2 separate regions of the Arachis hypogaea genome follow, and region 1 is linked to region 2. Evidence: chromatin contacts called from public Hi-C data. All regions are on one chromosome and are shown on one strand. Each heading gives the region's core, a stretch centred on a gene start, on an enhancer-like site or on the middle of the called end of the contact. The rest is flanking DNA. Distances are from core to core; before and after follow the strand shown. Region 1 holds the start of LOC114924106 (G-type lectin S-receptor-like serine/threonine-protein kinase LECRK4). Region 2 holds the start of LOC112738238 (G-type lectin S-receptor-like serine/threonine-protein kinase LECRK2).

What was found. A called contact is a pair of places that touch in the nucleus more often than the background predicts.
Region 1: a Hi-C map of leaf shows a contact between it and region 2, with 2.7 times the contacts expected there. The contact joins the promoter of LOC114924106 here to the promoter of LOC112738238 in region 2. A contact is called at or near these places in 2 of 8 Hi-C or Micro-C datasets (leaf and an unstated tissue).

What each region holds. Positions count from the first base shown.
Region 1 is chr13:43,981,854-43,986,901 of arahy.Tifrunner.gnm2.J5K5, reverse strand. It overlaps LOC114924106 (G-type lectin S-receptor-like serine/threonine-protein kinase LECRK4), which reads left to right and starts at 2,776. Exons shown (of 1, transcript XM_029291591.2): 1 at 2,776-5,048. The coding sequence starts at 4,664.
Region 2 is chr13:43,813,628-43,819,511 of arahy.Tifrunner.gnm2.J5K5, reverse strand. LOC112738238 (G-type lectin S-receptor-like serine/threonine-protein kinase LECRK2) reads right to left here and starts at 1,797. Exons shown (of 1, transcript XM_025788588.3): 1 at 1-1,797. The coding sequence starts at 1,797. It overlaps LOC112738236 (G-type lectin S-receptor-like serine/threonine-protein kinase LECRK2), which reads right to left and starts at 5,419. Exons shown (of 1, transcript XM_025788587.3): 1 at 2,358-5,419. The coding sequence starts at 4,991. The coding sequence ends at 2,559.

The sequences.
Region 1 (5,048 bases), core at 1,527-4,026, 170 kb before region 2:
CTAAATTTTGTTCATGGAATTCAAAAATAAAAGAGTAAATTTTATTTTATTCTATCTCTATTTTTAAGACAAATTAGATTCATAGACACCAAAGGAATAAATAAGTTTGGAAGTAAGGACAAAAAATAAATCTTAAAAAATATTTTGAGAGTTATCATAATATGAACGCACACTGCTACTAAAGAAATTGTTTAGTTTCAACGTAGGCATGTGAACATGCATGTATATTGTATAATAAGTATAAGGCTTAGTTTGAGTAACTAATTTAATTAAACTCCTTTTGATAAAATAACTTAAATAATAAGTGACTCTGTTAAAAGTAACTTATAAATAAGTTATTTTGTGTTTGGATTTTTAACTCTAAAAGTGCTTATTTTATAGAAATATGATGAAAAGTAGAAGTATTATGAGAGAAGTCATTTTTTTTAACTTCTCTATAAGCTCCTAAATAGCTTCTTAAAAAGTTACAATTTGGTTTTGAAAATTGCACCAAACATTAATACTACTACCTTTCATAAGTCAAAAATAAAAAAAAATTACTTTTAAAGTTTTCCAATCGGCAGTAAGTATCCCCCAAGAAGACTTGGTTATAATGGTAAGTCGCTCAACCTGCATGTATGGCTTTTCTTTTCCAATATAATACGCTGATTTGAGTAGTTATGACATGCCAAAGGCGAAGCTTCATAGATTCAAAAAGGTGCCGCGTGCCATTGCCACCAGTCAATACGGCATGTTGGAGTGGGACCCTCTCCTTAACTGGTGGAAACTAAGTTATTAATTAAGAGTAAACATTGTCATGCTCATGCTCATTCTCATGCTTTTCATGGCTACCATTTCCATCATTCTTGTTCTCTTCTTGCTTCTAATACTAATAATAGCAAATGAAGCCACACCTGTTGAGAACATCATTGGGTTGGGCAAATCGCTCTCTGCCAATGGTAATAATAATAACAGCAATCCATCTTCATGGCTTTCAAGTTCCGGCAATTTTGCATTTGGCTTTTATCCTCACCGTGATGGCTACGCTCTTGGCATATGGATTCTGGACCCCGACAACACCGTGGTCTGGACCGCTAACCGCGACGGTTTGCCACTTTCCTCTTCCTCCACCTTGCAGCTAACCCCACGGGGTTTGCTTCTTCGACAAGGAACCGAAGAAGAAGCAGTAGCGGCACTCAACATCACTAGCTTTTCATTTTCAAACCTTGGAAAAGAAGCAGCTTCAGCTTCCATGCTGGATTCCGGCAACTTTGTGATCTATAATGCTTCCTGATCCGTCACCTTATAACTCGGTCTTTATTGTGCATTATGAGTTATAACTCGGCTTTAATTATCATTCATTCTATAACTGACACATTTATTACTGACTTAATGACCATTATTCTACTTAATGATTAACGGTCATATCATCAATTCTATTCATCAACTCTATGCCTATAAAAGGCACCAATCTCTATATACACTATACATTCTAGATACATTCTAGATACGTTCTAGAGACATTCTAGATATATTCTATATTCATATAATTATTATAATATACAATACATGATGATTTCTATTTCATGTCTTACATTCTATATTCATAGAATTATTCTTATACCTCTTAAACACTTACTGACTTGAGCGTCGGAGTGTCTTTTGCAGGTACCCACCCCCTTGTTCTCTCCTTGCCGACGTATAACTCATTCCGACGAGAAGCTTGAAGAAATTCATCGACGGACGAGCTATACACCGGTCAACCTCAGCAAGAACAATTGGCGCCGTCTGTGGGGACGAGTAAAATAATTCCTACTCCCCTTAGGTTTATAAAACTTGATTTACATTCAAATTTTTGAACCAATCTCAACAATCTTGTTTAAGATTTTATTTAATACTTCTTATCAAATTTTAATCTATCGTAATTCGTAACTTTTTATAAGGTTTATATTTTATACCTTCAAATTGCTTCACTTTTACGTATGATAATATTTCACATCTTATAATCGATCAATTAACCAATCCGAGAATAAACTCGGCTTTCAATCAATCCGAGAACAAACTCGATCAATTCGAGCACAAACTCACTTATCAATTTTGCTTACTTTTTCAAAGTTTCCTATTTACACAAGTAAAATTGTATATTTTATTCAACATACTTTTGCATTTATATTTTGTGTAACTAATATTTACTTATTTATTAGTTATATTCAAACCTCAATATATGTTCTATACAATAATGACATATAACAACCATGTCAATTGTATTTTTATTTCATTATGTATTATATTATTATTGCTTAATGATTTCATTTATACAATTAAATGACACTAATGATGAGTTCAAATCTTAAAATTAGATTTCATCAAAAATTAATTATATATCAATTGTATATAACTGTTACACTATTCACTTTATGCTATTAAATTTTATGTTACTATTTGTTTAATGTAGAAAATTGAACAGGCAATTTACTATTATTGCACGAAGAATATCCCTCGTCATATTGTAACTGCTAGAAAATTATACTAAATGTATAATTCAATAACTGTTATCTTATTGCTTTATTATCAAATTAAAGCATGTCCTACAAAACAAAATTCAGATATTCACATTTGGCATGTATGACATTCATATATGTCGTCTTCTTCTCTACAATTATCAACTTTCAAGGTATATATATATTTTTTTTTTTTACTTTGAACTATTTTATTTTTACAATATATATTATTCAATATATGTTTTATACCTATTCATTTTCTCAATTTATCTTATTCATGTCAGATCTTCATTGTAAATTGTAAATATTCAATAACTAATTGCTTTGAGAGAGAAATTTATCAATAAGTTGTTGTGGGTCGGAAAAATTCCCAAGACAATTAACCATTATATCCTCGGATCATACAATCGATTCCGCCAATGGATATCTATCTCTAAAATTGTTCTTAAGTGGAAAAGTATCCCCCACACAACTATCTTGATTGAATGACTCTTATCATTCAATTATTTTTTGAATACGTGCCGACATAATAACCCGACTAAGCTTGGGGGCTCACCATATCATTATTCACTTATCTTTTAACCGAGTTATAAATCATTTTATTTTCTAAGCTTAGCCTGGATCATATGATCGGCAGACAAAGCTTGGGGGCTATGATCCGTCACCTTATAACTCGGTCTTTATTGTGTATTATGAGTTATAACTCGGCCTTAATTATCATTCATTCTATAACTGACACATTCATTACTGACTTAATGACCATTATTCTACTTAATGATTAACGGTCATATCATCAATTCTATTCATCAACTCTATACCTATAAAAGGCACCAATCTCTATATACACTATACATTCTAGATACGTTCTAGAGACATTCTAGATATATTCTATATTCATATAATTATTATAATATACAACACATGATGATTTCTATTTTATGTCTTACATTCTATATTCATAGAATTATTCTTATACATCTTAAACACTTACTGACTTGAGCGTCGGAGTGTCTTTTGCAGGTACCCACCCCCTTGTTCTCTCCTTGCCGACGTATAACTCATTCCGACGAGAAGCTTGAAAAAATTCATCAATGAACGAGCTATACACCGGTCAACCTCAACAAGAACACTTCCCATAGTGTTGTGTGGCAAAGCTTTGATCACCCAACTGACACCATTTTAGGAGGGCAAAGGTTGATCAATGGAAACAAATTGGTCTTTGGTGTCTCCAAAACAGACCATTCATCAATTGGGCTTTTCTATCTCGTCATGCAGAAAGATAACAACCTTGTCTCTTACCCTATCAAAAGCCTCTCTTACCCTTCTGATGCTTACTATGCCACCGGCACCAACAACAACGCTCCTATCACCACCTATCATCTTTGCCTCGACCAAACAACAAGCTATCTACTTATCAGGAATGACACTGATTTGAGGATCATTTTTGAGCTTCCTTTTGATACTTCTACTAATTATTTAGCTGCCGGGAACAAGAACAAGAACAAGAACAACACCACAATTATTTATCGTGCAACTCTGGATTTTGATGGAGTTTTCCGACTCTATGCTCATGACATAATTACCAAAGACAGCAGCATAGTAAGCACTTGGCCTGATACTGTTTGTTCAGTGAAGGGCTATTGCGGCTTCAACAGCTACTGTGCACTGGCCGATGAGAATCCATTTTGCTATTGTCTTCTGGGATTTGATTATCTAGATCCGAACCAAAATACTCTTGGATGAAGAAGGAACTTCTCAGAAGACAAGTGTAGTGAGGACGCGTTTTACAGAATGGTCCCTTTGGATAAATTGGCCTGGGCACGTGGTGACCGCTCTTATTTTCAGGCACAAATGTCAGAGGAGGAAGATTGCTCTTCTTCTTGTTTGAAAGATTGCAATTGTTGGGCTGCTTCTTATGATCAGAATAGCATGATTTGTACAAAGCAGCAACCCCCTCTCAGATATGCAAAAAGGATACAGGGAAACGAAGAAGTACCCTCCTTGAAATTCTTCAAGGTAAGAAACTTGAACTTGAATAATGTTAGCAGTGAGCCTGTCCCTGAGATTCTTGGAACAATCAATTCATCAAGACTACTAGTAACAAAGCAATTCTACGTATTATTCTTGTTACCTCCATTTTCACTCTGATTTTCTGCTCCACTATTGGGATATCTTGTCATTTGATGTCGAAGATTCGAGTTCTCAAGTACAAAAGGCTCTTGGAGATTGGGGACTTGGGGCTGAATGAGGAAGTGGCTTTGAGGAGATTTTCATACACTGAGCTCAAGAGAGCAACCAACGGTTTCAAACAAGAGTTGGGAAAGGGCTCTTTTGGAGCAGTTTACAAAGGGGTTTTATACAAGGCGGGAAGATGTAGGAGATTCATTGCGGTGAAGAGACTTGAGAAGTTGGTTGAAGATGGAGAAAGAGAGTTCCAAGCAGAGGTGAGAGCCATTGGAAAAACACACCACAGGAACCTTGTTCGCTTGCTTGGCTTCTGTGCCGAGGGTCCCAAAAGGCTTCTGGTCTATGAATACATGAGTAATGGTTCCCTTGGGAAGCTTCTCT
Region 2 (5,884 bases), core at 548-3,047:
ACCATTACTCATGTATTCATAGACCAGAAGCCTCTTGGGACCCTCGGCACAAAATCCCAGCAAGCGAACAAGGTTCCTGTGATGTGTTTTTCCGATGGCTCGCACCTCTGCTTGGAACTCTCTTTCTCCTTCTTCAACTAGCTTCTCTAGTCTCTTCACTGCAATGGATCTTCTACTTTTGTATAAGCTGCCTTTGTAGACTGCTCCAAAAGAACCCTTACCCAGCTCTTGCTTGAAACCGTTTGTTGCCCGCTTCAGTTCACTATATGAAAATCTTCTCAAGGCCACTTCTTCATTTAGGCCTAAGTTCCCAGTCTCCATCTGCCTCTGAAGCCTTAGAACTCGAGTCTTGTAAATCAGGTGGCAAGAGATGGTGATCATTGAGCATAAAAGAAGAGTGAACACCGATGTGATGACAATGATAGTGACAACTGCTTTGTTGCTAGTACTCCTGATTGGGAGAGACATGAATACATCATTAGGATTCCTGCTTTTATGGGTGATATTTCCCACCTTTAAGAACATTGTGCTGGCTGTGGCTGAGAACTCTTCAACTCTCCTTGAGACATATCTGAAAGGCATCCCTTGTTTCAAGCATTTCCCGTTCTCATAAAGGGCACCCCAACAGTTGCAATCAGCCAAACAAGAATCAGAGCATTCTTGTTCGTGCTCCATATCGGCCCCGGAATAAGCGTGATCATCCCATTGAATATCTAGCATGGTGACCATGTTATAATAGGCTGCAGCTGCGCTGCCTTTCTCACCTCTACACTCTGCAATTGAGAAGTTCCTTTTGCAGCCAAGAGTGGGTTGATCTGGCTCTATAAAGTCGAAACCTTCAAGACAATAGCAGTAGGGTTTGTCGTCGTTGAATGTACAGTAGCTGTTAAAGCCGCAGTAACCCTTTACCTCACATCCGTCATCCCATGGCCACTGTGAAACTTTCTTGGACACACTACCTTTATCATGAGCATACAGCCTGAAAACCCCATCAGGGTCCAGGGTTGCACGATAAATGGTCTGGTTGCTGCCGACACTATCGCCAGATAAAGGTCCATAATGGCTCGAAATAACACTATTGCTACCATTCTTGGACACCAGCAAACCTGTTTTGTTGAGGTAAAGATAAGCTTTGCCTTTGACTATCTTATCATTATATAATGGAGTACCTTGCGGCCAGTAAGCATCCCTTGTTGTGTCAGTTGTATGTGCTGGATACAGACCAAAGTCTCCATCATCCTGTATCTTAAGGCGAAATCGTCCACTTGAATGATTGGTATCTGAAGAACTAGACAATAATTGACCTCCAGAAGGTAGAGATTGACCACCTAACATAGTATCGGTTGGGAAATCAAAACTCTGCCATATGATGCCATAAGTCTGGTTATATAGTACAAAGTTTCCAGAATCGAGCAGGGAGGCATAGGAAGCAGTTGCATTAGCAAAGAGCATCTCTTTTCCTTGTTCTGTTTGCACAACAAATTTACCTTGTGCAGTCAGCTGTAGAGTTGCATTTGAAGTAACTGGTGGATCGTCTCGGTTTGCAGTCCATACCACCGTATTGTTCTTCGCATCAACCAACCAGATTCCAACGGCATAGCCACTACCTTGCTTATAAAAGCCAAATGCAAATTGGCCAGAAGAAGAAGACCAGTGAGTAGGGTTAGTGGCAGGGTGAAGTGAGGAACCGGGTGTTATCTTTGTAACTGGAACTTGTGTTTCTGTTGTTCTTCCTACATAACATAAGGACAGGAGCAATAGGAAGATACCAACGGCACTTGCAGAAAGAGTATTCATAACTACTCAAATCAGTACTTTGGTCTTGATAACAAGAGATGCAAACTGGCTCATAACATCATTGCCTTTCATGCTTTGAGCTTTATAGGAAATGCCATACAAAGACCTTGCTTCATCTATAACCACTCAAATCAACATCAAGTGGAAAACTAGCAATAGTGCAAACAAATAAGACCAAAATTTCTTGGACCAGTTGTGGAAAGACACCTAGTGAAGAAAAGCCTAAGAAGCTTTCTAACTAGACAATGAACGTCAATCTTCATTATCACACATTTGGAGTATCTTCCACGGTCTTTAGACCTGGTAAACAAGGAACTCATACATTATTTTGTTAAAGCTCAATGAGACCATGGACTCGGTCAAAGTTTCGAGTTAGTGAATCCCCTGTTGAACCGCATGAATCAAATATGAATATAACATGTAAATTACCCATGTAATGCAGGGGAAGATTCATCGATTTAAATCCAAAGTGTGATAATATATTAATGAACATTTGTGTCTATGATAATGATTCCATATATAATAGAGTAGCGTAACCAAACGTTTTGAAGCTGTAGAAATGAAAAACTAATATTATTATTATGTGAATCTCCACTGGCATACATGTAAATACAATTTATAAACAACTGTTATTATTATATGCAATATGAAAACATAAACCTTTCTTTTTATGTACTCCCATGGATGGCACGACAAGTACAAACGCTACACACAACATGGATGACAAGAACAACATAAAAATGGACGGTGGTGTCCCTAGATTATTCAACAAAGAAGGCTGGAGAGGGAGGAACCGGAATATCTTTCAGTCCTTCCAACATTAAGATCACATCCTTCATTGTCGGACGAAGAGATGGTTTGTCTTGAACACACCACAACCCCAACTTCACCATTCTTTCAAGTATTTTCCAATCTACATCTTCGCCTTCATCATCTGCCACAAGCTTATTCAACTGCCCCGCCGCATAGCATTTATATACCCAGCTGGAAAGAACTATCTCTTCTGGTGATGCAACATTCATATCAATACTGCTTCTACGGAATGCAATCTCCAGTAACACCACCCCAAAACTATAAACATCAGCTTTAACTGACACTGATTCATCCTTCTGCCATTCAGGTGCCAAGTACCTACTTCTCTTGTCATCCATTTTCTTCATTCTTGAATAGCTGGGTTTCAACAGCCTTGCAAATCCAAAATCGGATATCTTTGCAGTCCACACTTCATCCATGAGTATATTCTGAGGCTTTATGTTGCAGTGGATAATCCGAACATCACACTCCTCATGCAGATACAAGACTCCCCTAGCCACGTCTAATGCAATCTTTAATCTCTCTTTCCAAGCCATAGTCATATGAGACTTGAAGAGAAGATCTGCAAGAGACCCATTGCTGAGATATTCAAAAACAAGAAGCTTCCTGGATCCATCAATGCAGAAACCAATGAGCTTCACCAGATTCCTATGATGAGTTCGAGCAATGGCTGTGATTTCTGCTTGGAATTCCCTCTCCCCTTCATCAACAAATTTCTCAAGTCTCCTCACAGCAACCCTTCTGTTACTGTCACCAATTGTGCCTCTATAAACCGCTCCAAAAGATCCTCTGCCTATCTCCTCTGCAAAGCCTCCAGTTGATTTCACAAGTTCATCAAAGGAAAATGAACGCAAGGAACATTCTTCTACAAATCCTAGATTTTCACTTGCAGATAATATTGCATACCTATGAACTTGATGCCTGTAAATGATGAAAATATACAATACAAAGACCAAACCAAAAAACGAAATCCAACCCAGGGTAAGGGACAGAATCATTATAAGACTTCTCTTGTCATCAACAAAGACGCAGGGCTTTGTTGGAGATAGAGCAGTTTGGTTTGAAGTAGGACTTAGGACAATTCCTGAAGGCATCTTCACGAAGGCCGTCATTGATGCATCTTTAGAGCTTCTGCCATATAGAAGTGGAAGCTTATATTTTTCGCAGATGCCGCTCTTATATAACACCGCCCTGCAATCACAGTCTTTCCGACAAGACTTCTTGCAAGTTTCCATCTCTATTGGCACAACCAAATAAGGAGAACCACCCCAGTAGATATCCTTTAAGGAAGTCATATTGTACATCATTGTTGGGTCCTCTATGCTCTCACAATTATCTTTGCTGTGGTTCTGTTCGCAGTCGAGAAACCTGGTATCGTTACCACCACTCTTGATAGGGATGAAACCGGGATAACACTGACACATGACTTTGTCGCTCTTGATGAAGCAGTAACTGTTCAAGCCACAAAGTGGGACTTGACATTTATCCCCCTCCACGGCTTTCCACAGCGTTTGCACACCTGAGCTAGTATTTCCCTCGAATTGGTGAGCATACAGTCTGAAGTCCCCATCTTCATCAAGTGTAGCACGGTAGATAAAAGTTGCATTCTTTGACTTGTCTGTGAGGTTCTTGCTACTAGCTAAACACTCCAGTTCAGAACCAGAGGAATAATCTTTTAGGCAAAGCGAACCTTCAATGCTAAGACTGAGCTGTAGATAACCATAACCTTCAAAGTATGTGTTTTTAGCCCAATAAGCATCCTCCGGTTCACATGTGCTGTTCACACGGCAAGCAGCTAGGTGTTCATCAAGCTGCCTGCTTAGCAAAAAATGTCCACTCGAATGGTCTGATTGTGACACACTAGAGACCAGGCCCATTCCACCTGTTAAATTCTGGCCACCTAATATGGTGTCACTTGGGTCACCGAAACTACTCCATAACATACTAAAATTCTTATCATAAAGCACAAAGTTGCCAGAATCAAGCATAGATGCTGAAGCCACTTCTACTTTAGCCTGATGTAAAAAATAAAGTGGAATGAGAAACTCTGGGTCTTCATTTTCTTGCAGAAGAAGTAGCCCGTCTTCTTTGGTCAATCTCAATGTGGAATTTGAAGACATTGATGGACTATAAGGATGATAAGTCCACACAATTGTGTGTTTAGGTTGAGTAAGCAGCCATATTCCAACAGCATAGCTGTTACCGTGAGGGTAAAAGCCAAAAGCAAAGAGGCCAGAACGTGAAGACCATGAAGTATTTTTGCCTGTAGGAGAGATCGTAGATCCTATAGGAATGAGGTGGGTGTGGTTTGTCTCAGCTGTGGTTTCATTTGCAAATAGCATCAACAACACTAGCAATAACAGAGCAGGTGTTGATGCCATAGGATTTTGTGGAGTCTTAACTATTCTGAAATGAGAATGATTCTTAGTGATGAACTCACTAGCCAAAACACAACAGTTAAGTAAGGCTCAGGCTCCATTACAGGAGTTGACTGACTCTCATGCATTGCTGAGTCTCACTCCCAAATTCCACACATGATGCAGAAAGGAGTGGTCCACACTCCACATTCCGTGTGGAAATTAAAATCATGCAATATGCATCAAGTCATGAGCCGTGTCATGCAGGAGATTGGTTCCAAATCTTGGACACAAAACTAGCAAGTCCTCTAAGAATTAACTTTTGTCTTTACACATTGTTGACTTAAGCCAATCTTTATTTCTGAGAAATTATACTTACAAATCCAGATTTGCCTAAACTACACCCAATTCCTCCTTGGTTTTTCAATATATATTAACCCCCTTAATATGGTTTGTTTTAATATAAAATACCAAAATTATCCTTGCACTCATCTTCACCTCCTCCTGCTCCGCCCCATCCCACAGTCCCACACTCACCCTCCTCCACTCCCTTTCCCACCACCACAAGCACCGTCAGCCACCCTCTACATTATCTTTCATTACATGAATTTGAGAATAAAAAATTAAAAAAAAAAAACATCACGCACATTAACATGATCTGACAGCAAAAAGAATTACAACTAAGAATTAACTGAACTAAAGCTCAAACAGCGAAATTCACACATTAAAAAAATAAAATAAAAAGAGAAAAAATTATAAGTTGAAAAAGAAAGACCTGAATGCGATTTTCTCAAGCGTGGAACAAACAATACCGTTGATTATGGTGTCAAAATTACAGAAATTAATTGAAACTACAGTGGGATAAATATTATATTATTTAAAAATTAATTAAAAAATATATATAAACTAATGTTAAA